Regions from separate parts of the Gasterosteus aculeatus genome. Here region 1 is linked to region 2. The links are chromatin contacts, called in public Hi-C maps. All regions are on one chromosome and are shown on one strand. The core of a region is the stretch at or near the end of the contact, and the rest is flanking DNA. Distances in the headings are between cores, read along the strand shown.

What was found. Hi-C and Micro-C count contacts between places; a contact is called where the count stands out from the background.
Region 1: a contact with region 2 is called in a Hi-C map of skeletal muscle, with 6 times the contacts expected there. The contact joins the promoter of adamts13 here to the enhancer-like site in region 2. A contact is called at or near these places in 3 of 6 Hi-C or Micro-C datasets (skeletal muscle and tail fin).

Annotation. Positions count from the first base shown.
Region 1 is chr13:15,662,287-15,668,131 of fGasAcu3.hap1.1, reverse strand. adamts13 (ADAM metallopeptidase with thrombospondin type 1 motif, 13) reads right to left here and starts at 2,016. Exons shown (of 29, transcript XM_040195756.2): 1 at 1,830-2,016; 2 at 1,467-1,521; 3 at 1,220-1,353; 4 at 795-878; 5 at 484-608; 6 at 249-395. The coding sequence starts at 1,907. It overlaps ncs1b (neuronal calcium sensor 1b), which reads left to right and starts at 5,637. Exons shown (of 11, transcript XM_078086892.1): 1 at 5,637-5,845.
Region 2 is chr13:15,623,980-15,630,408 of fGasAcu3.hap1.1, reverse strand. hmcn2 (hemicentin 2) reads left to right here. Exons shown (of 81, transcript XM_040195063.2): 24 at 24-275; 25 at 1,059-1,142; 26 at 2,809-3,000; 27 at 3,098-3,228; 28 at 3,391-3,535; 29 at 3,817-3,943; 30 at 4,038-4,195; 31 at 4,392-4,670; 32 at 4,756-4,898; 33 at 5,304-5,454; 34 at 5,598-5,813; 35 at 6,032-6,145; 36 at 6,252-6,429. Among protein-coding and RNA genes, the nearest start is that of hmcn2, 20 kb to the left of the region's middle. Within about 2 kb of position 4,493, at least 1 of the 9 cell types and tissues checked has open chromatin away from gene starts, as enhancers often do.

The DNA.
Region 1 (5,845 bases), core at 767-3,266, 40 kb before region 2:
TTTTTGCGGCTCTGTAATTTGCTGATTAAAAACACACCTATATAAAATAAAAGGAAATAGAAATTGCCTCTAAGGGGAAACTCAATTGATACATTGCAGTATGTTTTTCTGATTGAAAACATACATCTCTCTATGAAACATCTTAGAAATCCCATGTCTAGTGTTATTTGCTTTATTAGCTGTGATGTAACCACATATTTTTACATGTTTCAGATTCCCTGATGGTCATGTGTGTGACTCTGCTTCACCTGTGGCCAATCTCATGAGTGATGGTGATGCCCAGGTCAAAGCCTGTGTCCTCCGTGATCACACAGCTCCATTCACTGGAGCAAGCCCCACCCAGCTGCGCTACACCCCTGACCTGGTTATTCCCATCAGGCAACAACAGGTCATACCTATTAGTGACAGGAGACAACACACAAATATTACATCAAATATCAAGAGAACACATTTGCAATGCCGCCAGCTAAAGGGAACACACACCGTGTAATGTACAACAGCAGATCGGCGTGTAGTGGGTCTGTGTCGTTGGAGGGGTTTATCCTTCGGCCCCAGTCGCACACACTTCTGAGAGAGGAGGTGATGTTGGGGGACATTTGGATCTCTGGCTGGAAGCGTGACCACAAAAACAAAAGAAAGATGGTGATGATAAAACATAAAGAATCTGAATTTAAGGCCATTTGGTCATTGGTCACGCTTGATGTCACACGTGTTGTAGTTATATGTAGCTACTAATCCAAAATGGATCCACTTATGAACTTGATTCATTGAACTTATAAGGGCCAGCCGGTTACCTCTGGCTCCGACAGGATGATCATGCGGACCAGGTGCACCCTCATATTGGCCCCCAGGGCCATGTCCCTCAAAAGCTCTGAGGCCTGGGTGGAGGTTGGAAAATAAGTCAGATGAAAACGATACCCATTGTTCAATTCTGGTCTGCTCTGATGACGTTTTCTTCTTCTTTTAATAGAAATCGCTTTGATAGAAAATGAAAATAATGTTGGTTTGGACAGAAGACCTCTGGTCAACCACTTCCTTTTGTTGGTTAAATACATTCTTTGATTTAATAGCGATGTTTCTTTCCCTTTCGACATAAGAAATGTTCAAAACAAGTCACTTCAGTAAAGCATTCCAGTTCTCTTCCCCGCTGCGGTTCCTCGACATTCCCTCATACTTCTATTTCAGATACACAGAAACGGCTATCGACTGAAAGCCTCACAATGTTGAGGTTGGTGAGGACGTATCGTTCTGTGTCCTGCTTGTGGAACTGCTGGACATCGGGTCCGACCACCACCAGCAGCTCCAGGTGTGTTATGTCGGGCATCAGGGCCCAGCGACGCAGACGCCGATTCACTGTGAACGCGGAGAAGGGAAACCCCCAGTGGTCACAGTACAAAGAGAACACAACCATTGCATGATGTATTAGTCTCACAATTGTTGTACAATCCGGCCGTAGAGAGACATACCTGAGGCATCAGGAGATGAAACTACGTCCCTTTGACTGGGGGAGTGATGAAAATGCTTTAAGTGGACACAAACGTTTGTTTTAGCCTCTTTTAAAACAACATTTAAGGGTTATTTTTGAAACTACAGTTTGAAAACCTGTGTAACTAAATTTAGATGATTGTTGCCCAAAAAACGAAAGGCTATTTTAGAGCTTTAGTCTTTTGGGTCGAATGCCATGTAAATCCAGCTGTGACAGCGGCTGGCGAGTTTTGACAGGATGATAAACAGTTTAAAGTTGAAGAGTTCAATGTACTTTGCAGAAGTCCCGAGCAGTGCAATCACCAGCCGCCGTGCTTCACCCTCAGCTCTCCACCCTCACCTACCTCTTCCAATGGAGGAGTCGTCAGAGCGGCGAGGCCAGGCCGCAGTAGCAGCAGGCAGAGCAGGCCCGTTAAAAACATGTTTCCCGTCTCCCTGTGCGTCCACCTGCTTCAACGGCAGACTGATCTGTGGTCTTCCTCTATGAGCAGCAGTTTATGTAAACAGTGGGGACAAAGTTGGTGGGTGGCGTATGTCAAGTTCTTCTCCCCCAGCTTTGGGACCGAGAGGACCGATCTCATTGGTTGAGTTGTTGTTTTTGAAAATGACTAATGTGTATATTCTGGAGTTTCGTAACCGGACAATGAAAAGGTACCTTTTGACGACAAGAGAAAGATCGTCAGCGGTGGCTGCTGCTTGCTTTATTTAGTAATCAAAATCAACATTTGGATACAAGCCCTACTTATATTTGGTCTTTTAGTAGCTGCAATCGCAACTGAATCAATCCACGTTTCATAAACTATGGCGTGTGTGTTGTTTCCTGTGTCATCCACTAGAGGACAGACATGCTCCTGCGGTTTGAGGAACTGAGAGGGAGCAGAAGCGCACGCACTCCTCCACAAGAGTGTAAATAACATCCTGTATGTACGTGGCAGATGCAAAACCTAAAGCTCATTTGTTTTATTCAAAAGGCATTTAAAGATTCATGATGGTAACAATAAAAAAACAAAAACAATAAAGCTTAAACTGGCAGGCTTTATCTTCTGGGTCACGGGTGAAACCATTTTCCTATATTCCGTAATCTGACAATGGCTTGTTCACTCTAGATTATAACATTTGTGGAGATTTATGTTAATAACTTGTCGGCAGTGAAGTTATTTAAATATATCATTGTAATATAATTGACTTCTTTATTTGCTTTGACAAATACTGTAAAAATGGGTGCGGCAGTTATCTTTTTTTACTTCTAACGCAGCTTGAAAACATTCTTCCCCGGCTATATTTATAAATGCCCAAGAATAACCAGCATGTTTCCACCTTTAAAGAAAAACAATTCCAACGTTGCTTCACCAGAAAAAGAGTAGTTGACCCCCCGCTCCTTTCTACTTCTGCTCCTCTACATCCCCTTCGTTCCTCGGCAGGGATGGTTTATCTGCATAAAGCTTGGATTCCAGCCCCATCTGCCAGATATCTGCCTGTTGTCAGTCTGAACCAACAGCTGGGTGTCCAATGCATTAGAACGACCTCCACGTCCTGCTGGATTTATGAGCACGGCCGAGAATGCAAGTGTTGTTTGATCCTCATCAGCAGGCTTGTTCAGAGGAGGGTAGGGATTGTATATTCATGGTCCTAAATAATATATATCTAGCCATATGGGATACTCAAGTGGGTACAGTGCGCCTCAGGGAAGTGTTGTTTAGTTGTGTTTATCGAGGAAGGAAGTTACCCGTTAATTGGAGAAAATGTGTATGAAAATGTCTGTTACTCTGTTGGGTGGGGCCACGTTTTGGCATCCTTTCCGTCGATACTTTCTATATGGTTGAAATATATCATGGTCTTTTAAACATTCCAAGTTGTATGAAACTTTTTTCAGGCAGACCAATCTTCCTTTCGTGAAGCCCGTTGTCTTGGGGTTTCATTTTGAGATGCATTAAAGTAGAGCGGCTGGGGATTAAACATGAAAGGACTCATATTTTGGGGAGCTCTTCCTGTGCCGATCTGAGGGTTTTGGGACAGGGGAATGGTGCATGTGTACGGACTGTAAAACCCTCAGAGGGAAATTTGTCATTTGTGACTATGGGCTAAACAAATGTTCATCTGAGGCTCTTTGTCGTCCCTCCATCTTTCACACTGTTGTAAATTATTCATAATTGCAAAAAACTATAAATGTTGACCTGCCTCTTTATGGCAGCCCATCACTTAAACTCTCATTGTTTGTATTGTACAGAGCAACAGCATCCTGCTAGAATGTTTCTGGTTTGAAAGAGAAGTATTCAAATTGATGATTCCAGTAGCTGGCATAGAAATCTTGCTTTCTAAGCACAGTGACAGAATGATTTTTCTTATCTTGCAAAATGTCAATTGTCTTGGTTAAAACTAGCTCGCCTTTCATGTCTGACTCATTGAAGCTGCTTTTCTGCTTGGCATGGGACTATTTATAAACCTGCCAGTGATGGATCAGGTGTTGAATAAAAGTTCTAACCACACAGAAAACATCAACACCAAATGATCAGAACATCCATTTTTAAAACTTATGGATGGTCCTCTCATTATCTTGCTTTGTTTGTGTATGAGAGGTTCAGGAAACGCCAGAATACTTCCTCCTGATGGAGTCTTCACTAACTTTGAGCTCTTGCCTCTAATGAAGACGAATGTGGCGTTGATGGTATATCGTTAGCCCCGAGGAGTTGACTTTCCAGCCTGTCACGCAATACTGGAGGTGCTAAAACTCAGCGGTACAATGAAATACACAGATCTTTTCCAGAGTGTTTTTCTCCAAGTAGTCCCTCAGCTGCTTCACCACATTTTAGCATATAATGGCGATGCAAGATGCTGCAGACTTTGGTGATAATGGTTTAATGACCATGCCCAAGTATCTTCAAGTAATTCATCTAGTATATTGTTAAAGGGGGATATGGTTTTTGTAATACGCATTTGAATGAAAGAAAACACGTTTTAGATACTGCGCAAGTTTGGACTGGAGCACAACTAACATGAGTTACAAGCACGAGCAACCAATGAGACTCGAGGGAAAATGGCTTGTCCACACGTTATTCATGAAGCCTAATGAGTAATGAATAGCTGTGAAGGCTGGAGAACATCCAGCTTCTACATCAAACTAATCTAAATTACTTTCCTTTTCCTTTAGCAGATGCAGTATATCTAAAATAATGTTTCATCATTCCCATGCTGCGATGCTTCTCATCTGGCCTTGTGCTCTGCATTCAGTAATTGTAGCAGGTTCAGTTTAGATAAACACGGAATGAATTTTCCCTGCTATGCAAGACTTGCAAGATACCTGATTGGTTTAATGGCCGCCAAAATCATTTAGCATAAACCTTAAATTACCTAACACTCTTCATTCCTAGACATCGTTTTAATTGTGCTGCAGAGTAAAACTTCGCCTACAAAGAGGGATGAAGAATGTCCGTTTACTCTCTGATGGGAACATTTTAAGGTCTGAGAAAATGACCCTGATGAGTGAATGATGTCATCAGGGTTATCTTAAGGAAACTTCACATTCCAAAGAACTTAACATTTACAAATGTTTTAAGTTGCAATTTGTACCCCAAATTACCAGATGTACTCTATTGGCAAGCATTTTGAGAGTGAGACACATTAGTAGAATTCAAGACAAAAATGTTGAATACTTTAAATCTGCCTCACATTAATACCAGAAGTGGCCATTTAAATGTACTATTGTGATAAACATCTTTTATTGAACGGCAGCTCGTTGTGAGGATAAAGTAATGTGATGTAATGGAGACGTATTGCTTGTGTGTGCTTCTGTGTGAACAGCCTTATGGCTAATTCATTATTGATTTACTATGCAGAATGCAGTATGTGCTTGGAATTTTGAACACAGTCAGGATCTAACTGAAGATAATTGTGTTGAATTGTGGGAATTGTAGCGTTCTTGCAGCTTGGCTATTACTAAATACTACAGCTCAGGACATCTTGGCTTCTGCTGCGTTAGTTGAACCTTTTTCTTTCAAATATCTCATCTCTTGCAAGAGTCCCCCAATGCTACATTGACAAATGATCCCTGCTTCTAATAAAAAAGACAGAAAATATGTAAAGACAACAGTCACTGTACCTTCTGCCCTATGAGGATAACAATGAACTATGTTTAGTTTTGACATTAATAATGACTGTCCTCCACCTACTAACACTCATCTGACTCATTGAGCTAATCACTTGTGATTGAATCACAGTGGATTCCATCGACAGATCTCTGCAGGTTTTGTTGTGTTCAAAATGAAGAAACGGCGAACGGACAAAGGACATCGCGGATCGAAAAGTTAAAATCAAAGGTATTTAATAAAAGAAAGGGTGTTGTGGGGAAAAGAACATCTCAGCT
Region 2 (6,429 bases), core at 3,244-5,743:
GATTTACAATCTTTCTTTTTCAGCCAAGCCCAGAATCCAGCCAGCACCTTCCCTCCTGAAAGCCCTGATTGGCCAAAGCGTGACTCTGCCATGTGTGGTCCAAGGACAGCCGAGCCCTGAGCTCAGCTGGTTTCACAATGGACTTCCTGTCGGGGTCGAGAACTCTACGCCCCTCAGGATCCAGCAAGTCACCCTGGCCGACCAGGGCACTTACCGGTGTGTTGCCAGGAACAGCGCTGGACAGGAGACCTTGGAGATCAAGCTGGATATTCTTGGTGAATACCTGCAGTTCGTCTCTTAAAACGCTTTTCATTGTGAGAACGATGCAGTATAAACAGCGTATTTTGAGCCATTTACAACCCATTTAAACCATTTCCTAGTACTAGTGAAATGATGATTTATAAATACTGACAGTGTCCCAGTTTTAGGCTCATGCTGTCTTTTGAGGTACTTGCTCATGACGCAGAGCAGCTCCATTCTGCGAGAGGATAAGTGCTCAGTTGTACCAGAAAATATATATATATATATATTCTTCTGAAGAGTGCGACGGAGTGTACATACTTACCCCTGATCAGTCCTACAAGCTTCCATCATCTCCGGCTATCACTTATTGGGTGCCCAGAGATCTGTCCAGCTTTGTACACAGACAACATTATTCTTTTTAATCAGTACTTCAACATCCACTTCTAAGAAAATGGTAGATTTATATGCCCCTGGTTCCATAGCAACCCAGGCTCCTAACGATCAGTCTGTTTGTTGCCTGCCGTGTATCAAAAATCCTGAAATACATACGTATGCGCATACTAACGCTAATAAGAGGTAATAAGAGATATATGTATTATTTATTTCCCTTTGTAGCTGTTAAAGCTGTATCTTCTTAGGTTGTTGTAATTATTTTATTAAATTCTCTTTTTCTCCGTGATTGAACAGAGAACACAAATGTCTCAAATCCAGCACACACAACAGTGCTGAAGATGCTCTTAAAGGCTTCTCACTTCAAAACTTCAACAATTAATCTGACTTAATGGTGCCTGTACATGTTTTTCTTCCCCCCACAGAGGCGCCGTTCTTTGCAGAACCCGGAGATGCCATAATGGAGAAAGTAGCCAACAGCAAGGTCATCATCCCTTGCCCTGCTGAAGGTATGAAATGATTTAGTCTCAGACAGACTTAAAGGAAAAGAGCAATCAAAGACCTGGAGTTAAAAAGAGACACAATTTACAGTATGTGAATAGAGTTTTTAAGAGAGTGGGGTTGGTGGGGTAAGCTCCTGACCATTTTATATAGCGCATCATCTTTCTTATCGCAGCACCCAAACGGTTCGCCGTCTCTATACTTTAAAATCTCTGTCTTTCTGAAACAAGATAACATCCTGGAGGGATTTATAAAGCCTCCTATTTTTTCAAAACCCAGTGAATGTACGCGAAAGTCTGCGGATGCACTGAATAATTAATGCTGTGGCAGGCCTGTGCAAACAGGTATTGTTTTGTGTGTAGCCGTGTCATGGTTAGCATCGCGGACGCGAGGGGGTTTGAGGGCCGGAGTCCAATGCGCAGCAACAGCTGGAACATCAGTCTGCATGCTGCCTCAGTGAGCTACATCTGCTTTCCTCTGGATCGGGGGCCTGCTGGGAGAGGAATCCTAATTACAGGCTGCTGCTTGCAGATGAAGGACAGAGATGTCTGAGGCGCACCTTGAAGCACAGGAACCGGAAGATGAAGCTGCACTTCAGCCTTCCTCCCGTTGCAAGTGGTACAGGCGCGCTTGGCAGACTGTACCCGGCCACAGAGGGCTCACGCGGAAATGCTTGAGGCTCTTGGCATCCCAGAGAGGCATCCACAAGCCGTAAACAAGGATCCCATGCTTGATCTCTCGAGATCCATCTGTATGAGGGAGATAAATCACAGTCCCTGCCAAAGGATATTATTAATTCACCCGACAAGCACATAACATTTGACAGAGGTAATTATTTAAGAAACACATGGAAGAGATAATCTACGACTTCAACAGCCCCAAGTAAACTCAAAGTCTACTAACGAGATGTGTTAAAATCTAAAACATAACATCTGTAGGCATTTCCTCCCAGCAATGAGGTAATGAATATGCTTTGAGCTCCTTAACAGTAAACATGTGCTCAGAGGCAACGGAGGATAACATCACCTTTTGCTGGTGCTGCGTCTCCTTTGGTTAGTTATTTTCTTCGATTGAGGAAGGACGTGAAGGAGTGTTTCATTTCACTTTGTTGTCTGTGGTGTTGGTATATGTGTAACCAGTCTGCAAATAGACATTTGAATCACTCCACTGCACTCATCTTTCTTTGCGACATGTTCAATTGTTCCCCTTTACCTCAATCCCCACCTTTCTTCTCTTGAGCATTTGCGCCTCGTTTCGCACCCAGTAATCCACAGAACATGGCTTAAGGCTCCTGAGTGTACGCACCCAGTGCCCTTTGAGCTGCTCGTTCCACCACCCATATCCCTCCTGCTCAAGACTCTGTGTCCGGCAATACGTCTTGATGCTGGTGTTTCAAACCGTGCATCTTGCATCTCTCCAGGATGCTGTGCCTTTCTTTTTAATATGACCTTGAAATCTTTAACTCTACAAAGAAGCCATTTTGGCAATGTGCGCCCTTCTGTCCTGCAGATAAATGTAGAGCGGCCTTTTTTCCCCCCACTCTGGGCCGCTTGCCCATTATGTCCCCCTGTAGCGAAGCAGAGAAATATAAGTATCTTTTCTGTCTGTCTGACGTGATCAATGAAGCTCAGTTCGTACTCCCTCACAATACTTTTCTTGTCTCTGCACCTGCAGGTTCCCCACATCCCAAGCTGCGCTGGTTCAAGAATGGCCTGGAGATACAGCCCGAACAATCAGAGCTTTCTGTGGCGAGAGACGGAGCGCTCGTAATTAGAACAGCGTCTGCCAGCCACAGCGGGGACTTCAAGTGTGTGGCGACCAATGAGGCCGGCTCTGTGGAGAGGAAGACTAGGCTGAAAGTAAACGGTGGGCATTTAGTTAACCTTGTTTTTTCTTCACAAACAAAATGCCTTTAACGGCACTCAAACGTATGTTTTCCTTTTATCCATTCGTACCTCTGTAGTTCCCCCAGAGATCCAGGACGATGGGCAGCCACTGAACCTCACCGTCACCTTGAAGCAGCCTCTCACTCTGGGCTGCGATGCCTTTGGGATCCCCTCCCCTACAATCACCTGGACTAAAGATGGTCATCCAGTGAGTTGTTTCACCCAGAATTGCCATTTTCAGTTAATGTAAAATTTGGGCTGCATATTAATATACCTTGTTGATAACTAGCTATATAATGCCGCCAAGTGGCCATTGTTATAATTACAAATAGACACAAAGGATGCACTAAACTGATTTGGGTATGTCCAGGTGGGCAGTCCCGGGGTTTATCTGCAGAATGGAAACCGGTTGCTGAGAATGTACAGAGTTCAGCCGGAACACGCGGGCAGATTTGCGTGCACAGCTGAAAACTCAGCTGGAGAGGCCCGGAGAGAATATCACATTGTGGTGCAAGGTGAGCTCATAAACCAGCTGTGAGACTGGTATTCAGCATACAATAGAATAGAGGGGTGTGGGAGGCTGACAGATGACATATATAAGGATGCCTACTGCATCAAGTACAGAGTTAAAAGGGATGTTTGTCTCTTTTTCTAAAATATTTTAGAAGAGCGCTCCAAAAGCTACCAAATTACTACCAAAGTCCTATTTGTTTGATTTTGAAGTGATCATTTTCTTATTCAAATTACATAAATATTGACTGGTTAATTTCTGGTGTGTGTGTGTACACTCTTACAGCTCCGCCGGTGATCTCAGGAGCATCCCGACTGCAGGAACTATCTGTGGTTCTGGGCCAGGAGGTCGAGTTCCAGTGTCGAGTGAGCGGTCGACCAGCACCCAGAGTGGAATGGAGCCGTGACGGAGAGTAAGCGTCACTCTCGGCCATTTATTAATGTGACATTCAGCTCCACGCACACCCATGGTATTCCATTTGATTAACCACCGCTTCCTCCCGACAGAGTCCTGTCTCGTGACGGAGATCCCCATGTGGAGTTTGTAGAAGATGGCCAGGTGTTAAAGGTGAAGTCAGTACGACTGAGGGACCAGGGGCTTTACCAGTGTCTGGCCATCAACAACGCAGGAACTCAGATGCGCCAGTTCAGACTCGCAGTGCAAGGTCTCTGCCTCATCTGTGACCGGCACACTTACAACCACACAGAATTTCCTTCATGCAAGGCTCTGGGGGATTTCTGAGAAACTTAAAGCTTTCAGTTTCAAAACCGTCCGTTTCCCCCGATCAACCCATCCTGTGCTGAGGGGCCGCTGAAGATCTTACTGGGGGTTAAACATTAACGTGTCTTCTTTCTCCCCAGCTCCACCCACCATCAAAGGGCCGAGCGAGACCTCGGCGGTGTCGGTGGTCCTGGGTTTCCCCACAGTCCTCCCCTGTGATGTCGAGGGCTCACCCACTCCCAGCATCACGTGGTTGAAGGACAACCAGCCAATCGTGTCCAGTCCTCAGTCCACATACACCCGCGGAGGACAGGCTTTGCGGCTGGGCTCAGCCCGGGGAGACAGCACCGGTCTCTACACCTGCCGAGCCACAAATCCAGCCGGAACCGCAATCAAACATTATTCTCTGAGTGTTCTGGGTAAGAGACATCTGCATCACTTACCCATCAAAGTGCATGAGGAAGAAATATGAATTAAAGACCAGTTTTGTTTTTTTCTGATCAGTCCCACCACAGATAGAAGGCGACACTGTATCTTTAAAGTTTGGTGGTCAGGGAGAGAAAGTACGGATCAACGGGAGTTTGACTCTCTCCTGCCTGGCTAAAGGTTTTCCGGAGCCCAAGGTTAATTGGTTCAAAGATGGACAGGTTGGTGTTTCATCCTTTACAACCTCTGCATTTCTTGATATGATTAAAGATGTAATCTTCATCAGCCTCTACTGGCAACCATTGAGAATTGCAACAGCCTCAATAGAATTGACATTCACTTGCAGAAGCCACCGTTACCCTCGAGGTTTTTGTGCCACAAGGGAGCCTGTTCATTCTGACAAAGATATAGAAGAAGAATCCAGTGGTTTGAATATCACGACGTAAAATCCTGTCATGAAGCTGCTTTTCCCTGTGTGTTGTCTAAACACAATACAGATTGGACATTGTTATGAAAGCCAGTAATTTTATCCCTCTCCTAATGTTTCATTGAGTTAATATTACTTGTTATCTAGCCTCTGCAAACCACATCTGATACAGACTGACTGTGTTTCCTTTTGTCTTTAGTTGCTGACTGGGAACGTCCATGCCGGCCTTCAGGAGAGTGGCTTCATCCTCCACATAGAGAACGCCATGCTGTCTCATGAGGGCCAGTACACCTGTGTGGTCACCAACTCTGCAGGAGAGGACAAGAGAGACTTTCATGTCACCATTCAGGGTGTGTTGGGTAAAACTCTTATGATTTAACAAAATCAGTATCATGATTGGGTTGTTGTATAATTAGAACATTTTGGAACAATTTAAGTCCAATCTTCATTACACAGGAAGTGAACTGACCCAAAGATGCTCTCGTCTTGCTAGTTCCCCCAGTCTTTCAGCGGATAACTAACAGAGAAGCCGCCTGGGGTCTCGGACACGAGGGTGACGATAATGAGGACATGGTGGAGAAGAGGGAAGTGGTCCTGGGCCATTCAATCAGCCTGTCCTGTGATAGTAATGCCATCCCCCCTCCCAAGCTCAGCTGGTACAAGGATGGACGAAAACTCACTTCTGCCGACGGAGTGGTGCTGCTTCCAGGTCAGAGGGAGCGCCTTCCTGTGTGATCGAACTTTAAAGCAGTGGTGTGGTTCATTTTCATGGATACATCCGGGGGAGGGTTGTATTATTTTTATTCTTGTGTCTGTTGTGTGTATTGCTGGCAGTTGTGTGCCGTTGTTTGTGATGAAGGCTTGCAGCGTGCATGCATGTAAAATGAAAATAAAATGTTTGAAAGATAAATCTGTTTGTCCATTCAGGTGGACAGGTGCTGCAAATCGCCAGAGTGCAGAAAGATGATGGTGGAAAGTTTACATGTCAGGCTGTTAATGAGGCCGGAGAGGATCGCATGCACTTTGAGCTGGATATCTTAGGTAAGCAAGCACACATACGGGTTCACGGTGTAGTTGTGAATAAAACACATGCGTCTATTTGGACATTTAACAAAATGCTTTCTAATGGGGATGTCTGTGGTCTTAGTCCCTCCTGTGATCATGGGGGCATCCGAGAACTTCATGGAGGAAGTGGGAGCCGTGGTCAACAGCTCTGTGGTCCTTCATTGCGATGTGACCGGACACCCAGCTCCAGTCATCTCCTGGCTCAGAGACAGGCAGCCGGTGCACACCCACTCACAGCATATAATCAGTGAGGATGGGAG